Linked DNA regions of Mus musculus: region 1 is linked to region 2. The links are chromatin contacts, called in public HiChIP or PLAC-seq maps. All regions are on one chromosome and are shown on one strand. Each heading gives the region's core, a stretch centred on a gene start, on an enhancer-like site or on the middle of the called end of the contact. The rest is flanking DNA. Distances are from core to core; before and after follow the strand shown. Region 1 holds the start of Chmp3 (charged multivesicular body protein 3). Region 2 overlaps Rmnd5a (required for meiotic nuclear division 5 homolog A).

What was found. HiChIP or PLAC-seq counts read pairs in DNA pulled down with a chosen protein or histone mark.
Region 1: a contact with region 2 is called in a FOXA1 HiChIP or PLAC-seq map of pancreatic cancer cells. The contact joins the promoter of Chmp3 here to the enhancer-like site in region 2. A contact is called at or near these places in 4 of 39 promoter capture datasets (the 3T3-L1 cell line, liver and macrophages), 31 of 484 Hi-C or Micro-C datasets (the AML12 cell line, B cells, the C2C12 cell line and 22 more), 9 of 115 datasets of contacts at active chromatin or transcription factors (bone marrow-derived macrophages, embryonic limb bud, embryonic stem cells and 5 more) and 3 of 9 other capture datasets (adipose tissue, liver and pancreatic islet).

Annotation. Positions count from the first base shown.
Region 1 is chr6:71,540,999-71,548,371 of GRCm38.p6, forward strand. It overlaps Chmp3 (charged multivesicular body protein 3), which reads left to right and starts at 2,854. Exons shown (of 6, transcript NM_025783.4): 1 at 2,854-3,035. The coding sequence starts at 2,991.
Region 2 is chr6:71,414,369-71,421,392 of GRCm38.p6, forward strand. Rmnd5a (required for meiotic nuclear division 5 homolog A) reads right to left here. Exons shown (of 9, transcript NM_024288.2): 3 at 417-551. Among named protein-coding and RNA genes, the nearest start is that of Rmnd5a, 23 kb to the right of the region's middle. Within about 2 kb of position 4,698, at least 71 of the 459 cell types and tissues checked have an H3K27ac peak or open chromatin away from gene starts, as enhancers often do. A contact at or near this core is called in the C2C12 cell line, embryonic fibroblasts, pancreatic cancer cells and 2 more, where this site is marked.

The sequences.
Region 1 (7,373 bases), core at 1,604-4,103, 120 kb after region 2:
ATGTGCAGGCTACCTGTATTCCAAATGAATCTAATGGTGATACTATGTCAAAGCCCTCGAAGAAAAGGTAGCATATCTTAACATTTCAGCACTTTCTACATTTTGAATTGCATTTAGTCAGGTAACAATGGAAATAATATCATACAGCAGGAAAATAATTAAATTATTATACATTTTCTTATAGACTCACATAGTTATAAATACTGACATTGATGAAAACTTATGTAGACAACTAAAGGAAACACGGAACACACACACACACACACACACACACACACACACACACACACACTCACACAAACATACATGCTACACTCCTAAATAAACATAAAATATTTAATGGGCTAAAAATGAGAATTTGGGAGGTAGGTAAGATTTAATATAGATTTTTTCCCACTTTAGAAACAAGACTTAAACATTTCAATTATATCAAATGAGAAAATTGTGAAAGTAGTCAAAGGCTAAGAAGGTTTGACACACTGTATCTATACATTTTTTTTCTCATTAACTTCTTGTCATTTGTTGACTCTACAATTTTGACAACTTCCCAAAGCTCTGCTATGAATCTCTTTTCCTTTCTTGGATGCTCCTAAACTTTAATCAGTGTAGTCTGTCTGTGTTTAGTGCTATTGCCTAGAACTTCTGAGAGTGAAATCAGGAGAGACTATCACATGTTCTCTCATTCCTCAGTTTTTAAAACAATTGATTTAAATTGACATAATACTCAAACACAAACATCCTAGAGTACCAAATGGCAGCTTTTAACCAAATACTTCCTTCTTCTTTGAATTTCTGCTTCTCATTTTAGTGTTTTTTTTCCCCCTTCTTCCCTGAAACTTATAATCCTTCATGCTAGTTGGACAGGCCTGTATTTTGGATGAGACTTCTGCATCAGTTATAATAACAGCTGAGGTGGGTCTCACCCTAAGGTCACTTCTTCCCGCAGTGTGTAGAAGTTAGATCCAGTTCTTCCTCCCAGCTCTATGTGCCCAGAAATAAAGACTCAGACTCAAAAATATTCACACATACCTTGGCCATATTGCTAGGCTCTCTTCTGAGTAGATCATAAATTAAAATAACCCAATTATTTTTAACACATATTCTGCCATGTGGCTGGTTACCTGTGCTCAGTTACTATGAAGCAGTTTGGTCACATCTTCCCAGGTGAATCTCCCCTGCCTGGCTCTATCCCAGAATTCCTTCTGCCTCCAGAATGTCCCACAGTCTATCCTACTCTTTCCTATATGCTATAGGTTTTTTCTTAATTGACATGTGATGCATCTATACAATGCATGAGACATTCTCTATAACAGTGACTTAGATTTATCCTGTAAATTTAATGGAACGTAGAAGGGCTGAAGACAATGTGGTCATCCCCTATGTGGGTCTTTCCAACTGAGCTTTTAACCAGAGTTGGGACTTGTTGTCTTGGGCTTCTCTTTGAGGCTACTGCTTGTGCTGGGGAGATTCTTCTGACCCTCCCTTTGTTGTGTTCGAGTACCCCGATATGAGAATACCTCTTATCTATAGTGTCTTTATGATCAGACTTTCTAAATTAAAAGAGGCAAGTTTGCTAAAAGCAAGGAGAATTAGTTGTTGGAGTGGTAGGAGGAAAGGGCTGGCTTGGTAGCAAATAAACAAATACTCTGAAAACAAACAAAAGTAAACAAACCCTCCCTCTGCATGAGAACAAAATAACAGGGTATCCAACCAGTTCAGAATAAACCAATGGACCATTGACAAAACACAAGGAAGGCCAAAGCTCAGAAGGAATTCAGCATCCACCTGAAGACGCAGCACAGCCAGGCACAGAACGCTTCATGTTCGTACCTGGTGCCCACCCGGGTGAAAGTGTGAATTAAAATGGGCAAAGTGGATGGCAGGTGCCATAAGTATGCCAGTTTAGTTCCTTTGTGTTTTAAAAGAGATTAGGAAACAAAAATCAGTAAAGGCCAAGGGAAGAGTCAGAGGAATGGATGTGGACAACATATCACATTCATGAATGAAATTCTCCAACAATAACATTTTAAAAATAATAAAGAAAATTAGGAGTCTGATTTCCTCTCCACCCAGCCAGTGGCCATATTACAATTTATAGAAAGCTATGATATGAAAGCCAGAACATATGCAGACTTAACTGTAAGATATACTAACTGGTTCCTTCCCAGAGGGAATAGACAATGGACCCAGGTTGCCTCTGTTCCATTAGAGAATATTTATGTTTATCATTAAAGTTTCAGTAAAGAAAATAGGGTTTTTTTTAAAAAAGATTTCCCCGGTGTTTGTTTTTTAAAGGTAAGATGAGGCTGTAGAAGTGGCTTCCTGTTCTTCCAGGGGCCCAAGTTTCCTTGCACAGTTCCTTGTCTATGAATCCATTTCTTTAATGTGTGCAGAATGCAAGTCTTTTGTTATCTCTTCTTTAAAAGTTAGTTTCAGCTGACTCGTGCAGGTCTGTTTAACCTTAATCTTACAAGCGAAACAAATGTTATAATCTGTTGAATCAATCCCTTCTTCTCCAGCTTCAGCATAAGATCACTGCTAGAACTTTTAAGACTTCCTACAAAGGGGAAAGAAGGCGATGTCAAGTTTTCGAGTAGGTGTGTAGATTTGCAGTCTGTGAGGTGACTACGGACCCAAAGAGAAACCCATCCACAAATATCTGGGAAGTGGTTGTAAATATGCGTGACAGCGTTGAGATATATATTTCTGGGCTAGCTGACAGGTTTTGGGTGTAGGCAATAAATATCTTAAGAGTTACTTCTATACTTCACTTAAGCTCCCTTATGAGCAATGGTGTCATCCACACTGTAGAACCCCACCCAACTTAACTCTGCGCCTGCGCCGCGCGCGTGCGTACTAGCCCTGCTGCCGCCGCGCCCTTCTCTGGGCGTCTGATTCCCTTCCTCCCAGCCCCGCCCAGGCGGCTGCCCGTGACCTGCCTGGGCGCAGGGAACGGAAAGTCGGAAGGGGTAAGAGGAGTTCAGTTCATCATGGGACTCTTTGGAAAAACCCAGGAGAAGCCTCCCAAAGAGCTGGTAAGGGCCAGCGACCGGGGAAGCTCCGCAGCGGAGGTGGGAACAGCCAGCTGCGCTCTCAGGCTGGCCCCTATTTCCGGGGCCTTCCACTCTGCCGAGGGGCCGAGGGAAGAGTTTAGGATTGGGATGTGAGGAGAAGCGCGCCTTGGCCGCTCGGCGTCCGACCCGGGTGTGTAGGGCCTGGTTAGGAGCACCTCGGCCTCGCCCCCAGGCGCTGGAGGCGCCACGCCGCCGGGCCCCGAGGAAGCACTCTCTCCCCTGCGCGCGGTGGTACGGGCCGCCCGGAACCTTTCTCCTGCGCAAGCCCCGCCCCCGCGCCGGCCTGCAGACCACCCGGAGGACTTGCCCTAGACCGGAAGGTTGTGTGCGGTGAACCGGGTCGGAGCCCCCAAAAAGTCCAGGCACCTGCCAGGCAGGTCCTTTTCTCGCTCTCCTCTGTGTGCAGGGAAGCCCGACTTGTGTTTATTCTAGAAGCTCAGTTCTCTCAGGCCCTACCCATAAGGATGCTACCGAAAACAGTTCGGATCCTACTCTGAATCCTTAGATCTGCCTATCAATTGAGTTATTTTAGAAACCAAGTATCAGCCGCCTAAGTTTGAGTCCTACTTTTAGACGTCTCGGCTCTCTGATCTCGAAAAACTTGTCCGAGACTTCTCCTATGTCAAGTAGGAAGAGTGCTACCGCAGTAATTGACCATTGAAGGATGTGAAGTTTGAGCTAGTAGTGGTAGTGAAGGTGCATTCTTTTTTTTGTTTTGTTTTTGTTTTTTTCGAGACAGGGTTTCTCTGTGTAGACCTGGCTGTCCTGGAACTCTCTTTGTAGACCAGGCTGGCCTCGAACTCAGAAATCCGCCTGCCTCTGCCTCCCAAGTGCTGGGATTAAAGGCATGCGCCACCACCGCCCAGCGTGAAGGTGCATTCTTTACACACCCAGCCTTATTACTGACCACCAGTAGTCGCACCAACAGTACCAGCTCCCAGCACATAGCACTTGTGGGGTCCCATTCCAGACCTACTAAATCAGATTTAAATTATGACTATCCCGAGTGGTTAGAATGTGCCTTGACCTTTGAGAAGCACTGTTTCTACAGCACTCAAACTTGTCCTTCTAAACCTTTAGTTCACTTATGGAAGTGTAGCTGTCAAGCCAGTCTAATTAACGTTGCCATTTTCCGGTGCGTGTTCTTTTTTTTTTTTTTTTTTAAGAGGGGTACTTTACTAGAGGAGAAATTGACATTACATTCTTAGCAATGACACTTATTATTTAAAATAATGGAAACGTTAAACGAGTAATGTACATACCAGGCATAAGTTTAAATAGTAATAAGACTGTTTTCTTTAGACTATCTCAACTTATGGATGACAAAGCTAAAGCCACACACTAGTAATGATTTACTTATCTTCAAGAAGAGTATACAAATACCACAAAATGGTCTACATAATGTTCTGAAGTGAAATTGTATGCTTGTCTCATTTAAGTTCCACATGTTCAGTTTTATACGAGAGAGCAAAATGTAACAGGTGAATGAAAGTTCTTAATAAGAAAAGGTTTTAAGAGATGCAGTGTGGCCTGCAGTTCAGCTGCTTGGTCATTTTCAGGACATTCCTGAAAGCAAGAGTTCAAGGGCAGACTAGACAGTGGCTCAGAAAGCAAAGATTTTTCGGGAAAGTCTGGGTGTTGTAGTTTCTGAGACATTACCATGCATTCGTTTTAAAAATTTAATCCCCACATTAAAAATGAAAGTAACATTGTAAAAGTAAAGACTTTAGAGTTGGCTGTTCATCATCCTGCAAGGTCTGTGTCTTGCCCTTAACTTTTTCCGGTGTGTTATTTTATGTGAAATGGAAGTTGGATGTAAACTTGATGAGATCCAAGTTAAACTAATTTAGCAAGAATGTCTGGGCGCGTGGTGGCGCACACCTTTAATCCCAGCACTCGGGAGGCAGAGGCAGGCAGATTTCTGAGTTTGAGGCCAGCCTGGTCTACAAAGTGAATTCCAGGACAGCCAGGGCTATACAGAGAAACCCTGTCTCGAAAAAAAAAAAAAAAGTCTCACAAGGAAGTGTGAACTTCGTACTATGTACATGTTAAAAAATAGTTCTGGGTGTGTACTGGCTAGTTTTGTGTCAACTTGACACAGGCTGGAGTTATCACAGAGAAAGGAGATCCAGCTGCAAGGCATTTTCTCAATTAGTGATCAAGGGGGAAAGGCCCCTTGTGGGTGGAACCATCTCTGGGCTGGTAGTCTTGATTCTATAAGAGAGCAGGCTGAGCAAGCCGGGGAAGCAAGCCAGTAAAGAACATCCCTCCATGGCCTCTGCATCAGCTCCTGCTTCCTGACCTGCTTGAGTTCCAGTCCTGACTTCCTTTGGTGATGAACAGCAATGTGGAAGTGTAAGCCTAATAAACCCTTTCCTCCCCAACTTGCTTCTTGGTCATGATGTTTTGTGCAGGAATAGCAACCCTGACTAAGACAGGGTGGAAATGAAAGAGATCACCAGTCTGTGTCTGGGCAAGGCAAACTTCTGTTATGGATCAGGAAGGTGTGCTCAGAAGAGTCAACTTACAGAGACAGCAAGTACACCTGGTTTTTATTCTTACTCAGGTGGTAACTGTGCCTTTTCCACACTGATTGGGGTCTGACCTCACAGTCTTATTCACTCAGCTTGCTTGAAAAGAATTGCCACACCAGAAATGAAGAAAGGGGGTGTGTGTGTCACTGCTCCATCTAATTCCTGGAGAGCAGTAGGAGGCCTTTGTATAAACAAGGGTGTTGGGATGGGAGTTTGAAACATTTGTATAAAAAGTCTTGTAAGGTGGGGAAGACTAAAAGATTTGAATTCCTTCTAAACACAAATTTAATATTTCTTTAATATTATTACTAATAATATAAGTAATAAATTATAATAAAATTATAACTAATAAAGTAAGACTATTTCTAGCATATTATGTTGGGCATATGATAAGTAGTTTCATTTTGTTTGTTTGTAGAGAGGTTCTTGTTCTGTGTGCTGTATGGTTTCTGTCAACTTCACACAAACCTAGACATATCTGGGTGGAGGGAATCGAAATTTGGGAATTGCCTTAGGCAAGTCTGTGGGGTATTGTAATGATGGATGTGGGAGGGCCTGGCTGTCTGGGCTATGCCACCCCTGGACAAGTGGTCCTGAGTGGTCCTCAATGGTCTCTGTTGCAGTTCCCACCTCTAGGTCTCTTGACCTCTGATGCATTACAACTGCAAGCTGAAATGTACCCTTTTCTTCCCCAAGTTGCTTTTGGTCATGATGTTTATCACAGCAGTAGAAACCAAGCTAAGGCATCATGTATCCCAGGCTGGCTTGGAATTGTTGATTCTTCTAAGAGCTGATCTTACCTGTGTGTACCACCATATTTGGCTGCTTGTCTCATTAATAATGTTGCTAGTAACTTTGGTCACCTGCTTTCAGGTCATGTAAGCCAGGTATCTATGATGTATTTTTTTCTTTTGCTGCTATTCAATAAAATAGCACGGGGCGGGGGGCATGGACTTGCACTGAGCATCTAAATTGGACCCAATAGTGTCTACCAAACCAATATGATTTAATCACCATTTGGTTAATTGTAAGGGATACTGCGGCCAACTAACTAGCAGAGTGGCAGCCAGTTGACTTGTTAAGAAGCTCCAGTACCTGCACTGCTCTCTGGCTCTCCTCCGTTTTCTGTAAACGCCATCGGATCATATTGTCTAGATTTCTCAGAATTTGCTCTCGTTCTGGGAGTTGCCTGATTTGTGACTAGGTTTTGTTTTGCTTTACTTTAATAAACTCACTGAATATGATTGGTTGAAGGATTTTTTTCTCTTAGCAATAGAGAGAAACATGAGGGGTGCTACCTTGGTGCTTCATGGATTGGCTCTGCAGTTTCTCATTAACCCTTTTTCTTAAATTCCTTAGCATCTGTTTGTACCTCTTTTCTAAATTGAATGATCTTTTAATGGTTTTCTGATTGGTAATTTCTTTTCTAATGCCATCATTCCTTTCTTACTTGTTAGCTGACAGTCTTCAGTACAGACCTTCTTGTTAGTTAGGCATGCTTGGTTACCTGGACATACACTTTGTGCTGAAAAGGCAGGAGCAGTAAGTGCCCAGTTGCTCTCTCTTTAATCAGTAATGTTAGAATAAGGGGTTGACAGAATGTTTTCCAGAGATAGGAAATGCTTTTTCTATCGAGTGTCATTTTAGTCTTGTAGATTTTAATGTTTTATATGTCATAGTCACTTTTCACCATTATTTTGTGTGATGTTGAAATACAAGTTTGGTCAGTGGTGCTAAAGAGTCTGTCACTTTTAAACATAATCTT
Region 2 (7,024 bases), core at 3,448-5,947:
ATTAACATCTGTATCACAGGGAGAAAAGGAGCCGGAGTGAATGGTGCATGCCAATAAGTGTAGCACTAGGGAGGCTGAAACAGGGGAGCCTGGGTCACACAGGAAAAGTAGTACTACTTTCCATACTCTGACTCATGACCAGCAATCAACCTAACAGACTCAGTATAAAGAAACAACAATTTGAATGTTAACTCTGAGTCTAATTTTTTAAGGAAAGGGCAATTCAGATACTAAATTATAGCATTATAATTTCTAAGAACTTAAAATTTTTCTAGCAAAATGACTTATCCATGATAATTAAAATATTACAAATCTATCTACAGTTTGAGGTACACCCAAGACCCATCTGCAGACACTGCAAACTCCACCAGCGCTGTCTTGTTTGTTTTCCCTATGCCTCACTGGCATGTGCTTACCTGGCAAAGCTCCTCAGCTACATCCAGCATTCCTTGTCGGAAGAAGTGTTCCACCATGACCTCATTGAGAAGCCGTTGGCTGTCTGCCTGCCAGCAGCCATCTATTCCCACACTGCTAATGTCAGAATCAAAATTCTGGGGGGGAAAAGAACAAGAATCATGTATAGATGACTTCCTTTTTCAACCTCACCTAAGAGAAAGAAACGTCTTATAGAAAGGTCTAAATCTTACTTTGGTGTTATCAGAAAGTACCCAATTCAATTCATCTACACAATCATAGGCAAGGATTTTCCTATTGCTTCTTTTAAATCTTTTCACTCTTGGGGATTACTGATGGAATAAACATATTTTTTTTAAAAAAAATTGGGAAACACTCTAGGAAAATATAGATTTAACACTGACTTCTGTGAAACCAAAATCAATAAGCCAATTTCCAGGCATTATATTATAGCAATATTTTCAGAAGTATGCTATAGTAAGCTGTTAAAAGCATGCTTACTGCAGCACTGTCTGCAATGTGAAGGACAGAAACCACACACACACACACACACACACACACACACACACACCTCAATCAACAAAGGACTGCTACATGACAGCCCACTAGCTGCAGCTCTGAGGCTGAGACTGATGAGACAGATGATGAAAAGGGTGGTTTCTATTACTAGGCCTACATTTGAGCTATGGATACTAGTTTTGACCCCACAGAGCACACTTTAGACTTTGAAAACTGAAGTAAGGTAGACTGGCTACTCAGAAGTACAATCAAGACAACTGTGAGCCACACCGAAATTGCCACCCACAGAATACTGGCATCCGCTCGTCAGAGGGCAGCTCAGATTTGTTTGGCATACAAGGAACTGAGCACAGTTCACAGTGTATGGAAGAGGAAGTGTCAAGCACCAAGGCCAAAATGGCAAATGCTGAAACCCAAGACTTCCAAGCTATCATTACAAATGTTCCCCCAAAAGGGCAAACTCTCTTTTTAGAAATGTATTGTTGTTCTCTCTTTCTACCACATGAGTTCTAGTGACAGAACTCAATTTGTCAAATTCTGAAGCAGTCTTGCTGGCTGAACCCAATCTCAGGCCCCAGAAGGCAAACACTGTTGAAACATCAAGGACACAGAGTAAAGAATTAGAGAAGACACAGTACCCAAAGTAAACTCACTAGAGACACAGAGAAGCAGGAACAAAGTGGCAGTGCAAGAAGCCAGCATGTATTACCCAGTTAGAAAACAGAAAAACAGGATGCAAAGGAAAACAAAACACAAATTAGCAGAGCCTCAACAAATGGGCAAATAACAAGATATAGTATGTGTCACCAAAGAACCAAAGGATAGGAAAAAGAATTGCCAGAGAAATACACTTAGATACAAAAAACAGGAAACTTCCAAAAAGGACAAGAAATCCCACTTGAAAGCATAAAAATGTTAACATCTAAACGAAACAAAATTAAACAAAAGCCCAAGGCAACCAGCTGAGGAAAAAATGGCCTGTTGGACTAAAGAGATGATGGTTCCGTGGAGCTAAGACTAGTTCAGATCCCAAGCACCCATGTAGAGCTGAGTACAGTAGCACACATCTGCAATCCCAGAGCTCCTATAGCAAGCAAGGCAGGAGGCAGAAACAGGAGAATCTTCAGTTCACAGGCCAGCTAGCTTGACATACATATACAGCAGGAACAAGAACACCTAAAGATGCCATGTACAAATGTGCATGTGTGCACATGTGTGTAGACTTAAAAAAAAGAAGAAAAAAAAAAAGAAAAATGGCCTGTTACTTACAGAGGGACTATGATTTCAATGATTATAATTTCGCAACAGAAACTATGGAGTTAAGAGTATAGTACCCTACCACCCCACTCCCAAGAAAAATCAGTATTCCAGAATTATATATCTAATAAAAATATCCTTCAGAAAGAAAAATGAAGTAAGCATTCTCGGACAAAGAAGATTTTGTTTTGGCAAATTTACATCAAAACTAAAAAAAGAAGTTGGGTGAAGGTGACACATGCCTTTAATCCCAGTACTGAGGCAGGCGAATTCGAGGCCAGCCTGGTCTACAGAGCTAGGTCCAGGATAGCCAGGGCCACACACACACACACACACACACCTGTCTCAAAAACAAAACAAACAAACAAACAAACAACAACAACAACAAGAGTGAGGAAAGCAAATCTGTATCCTGGTTTCAAGGTTTTCTGGCTAGTTCGTTTTTGCCTTCTTTGCCGTTCATAAGTCTCTACTGTTTAATTTTTAAATTTTTTGGAGGAGGGGCTGAGACAGGGTTTCTCTGTGTAGCCCTGGCTGTCCTGGAACTCACTCTGTAGACCAGGCTGGCCTCGAACTCAGAAATCCGCCTGCCTCTGCCTCCCAAGTGCTGGGATTAAAGGCATGTGCCACCACTGCCTGGCTTCTTATCCAATCTCTTGAACTAGACCCTAACCAGTGAAAAAAACCACAAATAACCTAATGCTAAAATGACGCACACATAAACTGACTGGTCCCCAGTACTAATGAAGCACAATCACCTATAAACGTCCGAGTTTCACTTCTACTTAACAGACATCCTACATTTCACAGTTGATTCATGGCAGCTCACTGACACTTTTTAAAAAAGCAATTTACATTTTGTGTGTTGTCTGTAACAACCAGAAAACTGGACTGGTGATATTTTGCTTTTCTTCTAGACTCAGCTAGAAACCCACAGTACACTGGGGCTATTTTATACCCTAGAGGCCATTCAAACAAATAAATAATGGGTATCTAAAGATGTGATTCACTACAAACTCAGAATCTGCCTATAATTCTCCACATGCCTAAGCATATGTAATAAGCAATATCCACCTGACTGAGTTACATCCCTCACTGGTTTGTGAATAAACATAGCCCCGGGTAGAAATGACTTGTCTAATAATTACTTCTCAATCTTATCAACCAGCCTACAAACTTGTCAACAGCGATTTAATTCACTAGGAAAGAAAGAAAACCACCACGGAAAATAAAAAATGCTTTCAAAGATATCTTTACTCGTTAATATATATTATCAGTTTGCTTGTTTTTAGAAACAGGGTTTTATGTAGCTAAGGTGGCCTCAAACACAATGTAATAAAGATGATCTTGAACTCTTGACACCCTGCCTTCCTTACAAGTGCAGAGACTAAGTATACAGACTCCATAACATACAATCAGAATTTTAATAGTTACTGGTAGCTTCCTGCTGAAGGACTATACCTCCCAGCTTCTCTTGAGGACTATGGAAGTCATTTCCACATCCCATCTTCCTCTGTAGGCATTCTGGCCATTCAAACATGTGGGTAATAGTGAATATTCATGCAGTGAATAGACATGTCTTAGGGTTTTACTGCTGTGAACAGACACCATGACCAAGGCAACTCTTATAAGGACAACATTTAATTGGGGCTGGCTTACAGGTTCATAGGTTCAGTCCATTATCTTCAAGGCAGGAGCATGGCAGGATCCAGGCAGGCATGGTGCAGGAGGAGCTGAGAATTCTACATCTTCACCTGAAGGCTACTAGCAGAATACTGGCTTCCAGGTAGCTAGGATGAGGATCTTAAAGGCCACATTCACAGTAACACACCTACTCCAACAAAGCCATACCTACTCCAACAGGGCCACACCTTCTAATAGTGCCACTTTCTGGGATGAGCATATGGAAACCATCACACTGCCTAAGGTCAGACCAAGCCTTTCTTTCCTTCTGCCTTTTTTCTCTACAGCTGCTTTTAAAATAATCTAACAGTTACCACTAACACTATCTGTTCAAATAATACAATTCTTTGGATAATTAATTTCCTTGAGATATATACCAAAAAATAAATGCTTATTGAGAAACCTTTTAAAAGTCTAGCATTTAAACAGTGGTATGTATGGAGTTTTACAAGGATGCCCTTCACATCTTCACTTTCCCTTCACAAAGCCTTCTATGGTTACTACTACATAGGTAAGAAAAACAGAACACCCTTTCCAGTAGGATTATCTTTAACCACAGTGAAACTTTCTAACATAGTTGCGGTCTTGGACAGAAGAATACATGTTTCTAAACTCCCTTCAACTATCTATTCTTTCATTTTAAGCAATTAAGGAAGACAAGAAACCCTTTTACAGTTTATGTTCTCGTTGCACGTAATAAAAATTAAAGCCAAAATATAAATGGATGTTGAGGGATGAAATACAAGTCAACTCCCTTTGTGGTAACTGTAGGTTCTTACTCAGTGTTGCATCAGAGCTGGCATTGCTTCCAGCTTCTGTTACTAGGTGACCAAACACATTTACATGGCTAGCCAGGAAATCAACAACACGGTAAACCAGCAGAGGCACTATGTGAAGAAACACCTCTATTATTAGCACCACATGCTTGACTTTTCCCTTTCATATTTGTAAAACAATGAGAGTTACATACCATTTAGGAAGCAGAGGCCTGAGGATCCTGAGTTCAGTGTCAGCCTGGGTTACACAGCAAACTAAAAGCAAACAATATGCCAGGCATGGTGGCACATACCTTTAATTCCAATATTGGTAGGCTGAGGCTGGCAAATCTCTGAGTTTCAGGCCCTGCTGGTCTACAGAATGAGTTACAGGATAGCCAGGTTTACCCAGAGAAACCCTGTCTTGAAAAACAAACAATAAAGCAAAGAGAAGCCTGGCATGATGATCTTACACTGGGAGAAGGAGTCAAACAAGAACCAAAAAAGGACAACAAAGTGTGTCCATTTATGCAGGACACAATAAAGCTTGGAAAAAGAAAACCACAACATACTAAACTTAAGAGACTGAAGGGTAGAGAAGTCATGAGAACTAAATTACAGCCTATATATGCTATCTCTTTAACCACTTCATATATACAATCAGGTAGGTTTAAAGAGTAGTTTTTATTGCTCACCTAAATGCATTCGTGAATCACAGTTACTGAGCAGTCCATTGTAAAACAGTATTTGCTTTAATTCCTAAGTGCCAATTCTCAGTGTTATTTCTAAGCTTCCCATCTACTTATGAAAAACTGGCATATGAACCCAACAATTGGTTACTGTTGGACCTACAAGGAACTGGTTCTTTCTCAGCATCTAGTTAATCTGGGTTAGTAAGACAAAGCAAACTCCAAAGGACTCTCAACAGAGTAAGGAGACCTGGATTGAGAGAAATCACTACTTCATATTCAACTCACAAAGAGTATTGAAGCAACCTCCAACTGAAAAGACAGACAGCCAATCTAAGAGGAAACCATGGGCAAAAGAATATGAAATTCACAAGAAGTCATCCTAATGTTAACATGTGAAAAGATGCTCCACTTCAAAACACAGGAAAGGCAAGGTGAGTCTGACCAGACACTATTTCACACCCACCTGGTTACTATCTGGCCATTGCAAATGTGATGAGAAAAGAGGGAACAGCACTGCCCCAGGTGTGCTGAACAGGACTGTAAACTGGTATAAACCCTAAGGGGAAAGTCTGGCAACACCCTGTAAAGCTGATGCTAAGGTTCAAAACCTATGAGGAAATAAACCTGTACTTAGCATATGCTAGACCACAGTCCTTCACAAGCTATGGCTGGGAAATGAGCCTGGTAGTGTAGCAGAAGCAGAAGCGTAGGTGGACTCTAGATGCCAACACTATCTTTTTTGACATCCTATTACCTCCTCTGTACAATACTCACACCTCTGCTTTGGTATTTGAAGTTAAGAGAAAGACAGGTTCAAACTGCTAAGCTTTTACTTTATAAACATAAAGACATACTAAGCCACACCACAGGCTGCACACTTACAAAGATAACATGCTCCACAACCTGTCTGTCGCTTCCCTATCTCCCTCAAGGACAGAGAACAAGGATAGGACAGAGCAGAGCAATGCCAGTGACTTATTCTCCCAAAGATGGCAAACATACTTTCCCATTTTACAAGGAAAGGAGAAAGACTCCTGTGCATACTGCAGATCCTCCAAAGACACCAATTCCCAAGGAATTCTACTTGAGAAGGTTCCTTAAAATCTCAGCTCTAGGTTTTAGTATCAGTTTTCCCCATTTGCTCTCTGGCTCTAACATAAACCTCAGTTTTCACATCATACCTAGGACTGAAGTTGCTGGGATTCAAATTAAACCATTATTCAAGAAGATGTAAACAATGCACAAAGTGTTCTACCAATATTCATCCAAAGTAAATATTTAACCTGCAAAAGGTGAGTCAGTCCTTTCCGCCGCCGATTCTGATGCCACATGTAAGATAATCTCCACTAGAAGCACAAATTTTTATTAAAGTTTTATCAGTGTTGTTATGTGTATATGGTGTGACTGTAAAAACAGGCGGATAATTTCTCACCACGGCACATCCAGTTCTCTCCTTCACCACGAGTTCTAGGGATCAAACTCAGGTCACTAGTCTTGCTCACTTTGCACTTTGTTTTTCTGCTGAGCCATTAGAAAATGCAAACAAAACAAGCACATAAAAAACCAACAAATTCACTAAGTGGTGATGGTACCCACCTTTAATCCCAGCAGGTGGCTCAGAGTTTGAGGCTAGCCAGGTCTATAGAGTGAATTCCAGGATAGCTAAGGCTATAGAGAGAAACCGTGTCTCAAAAACACAAAACG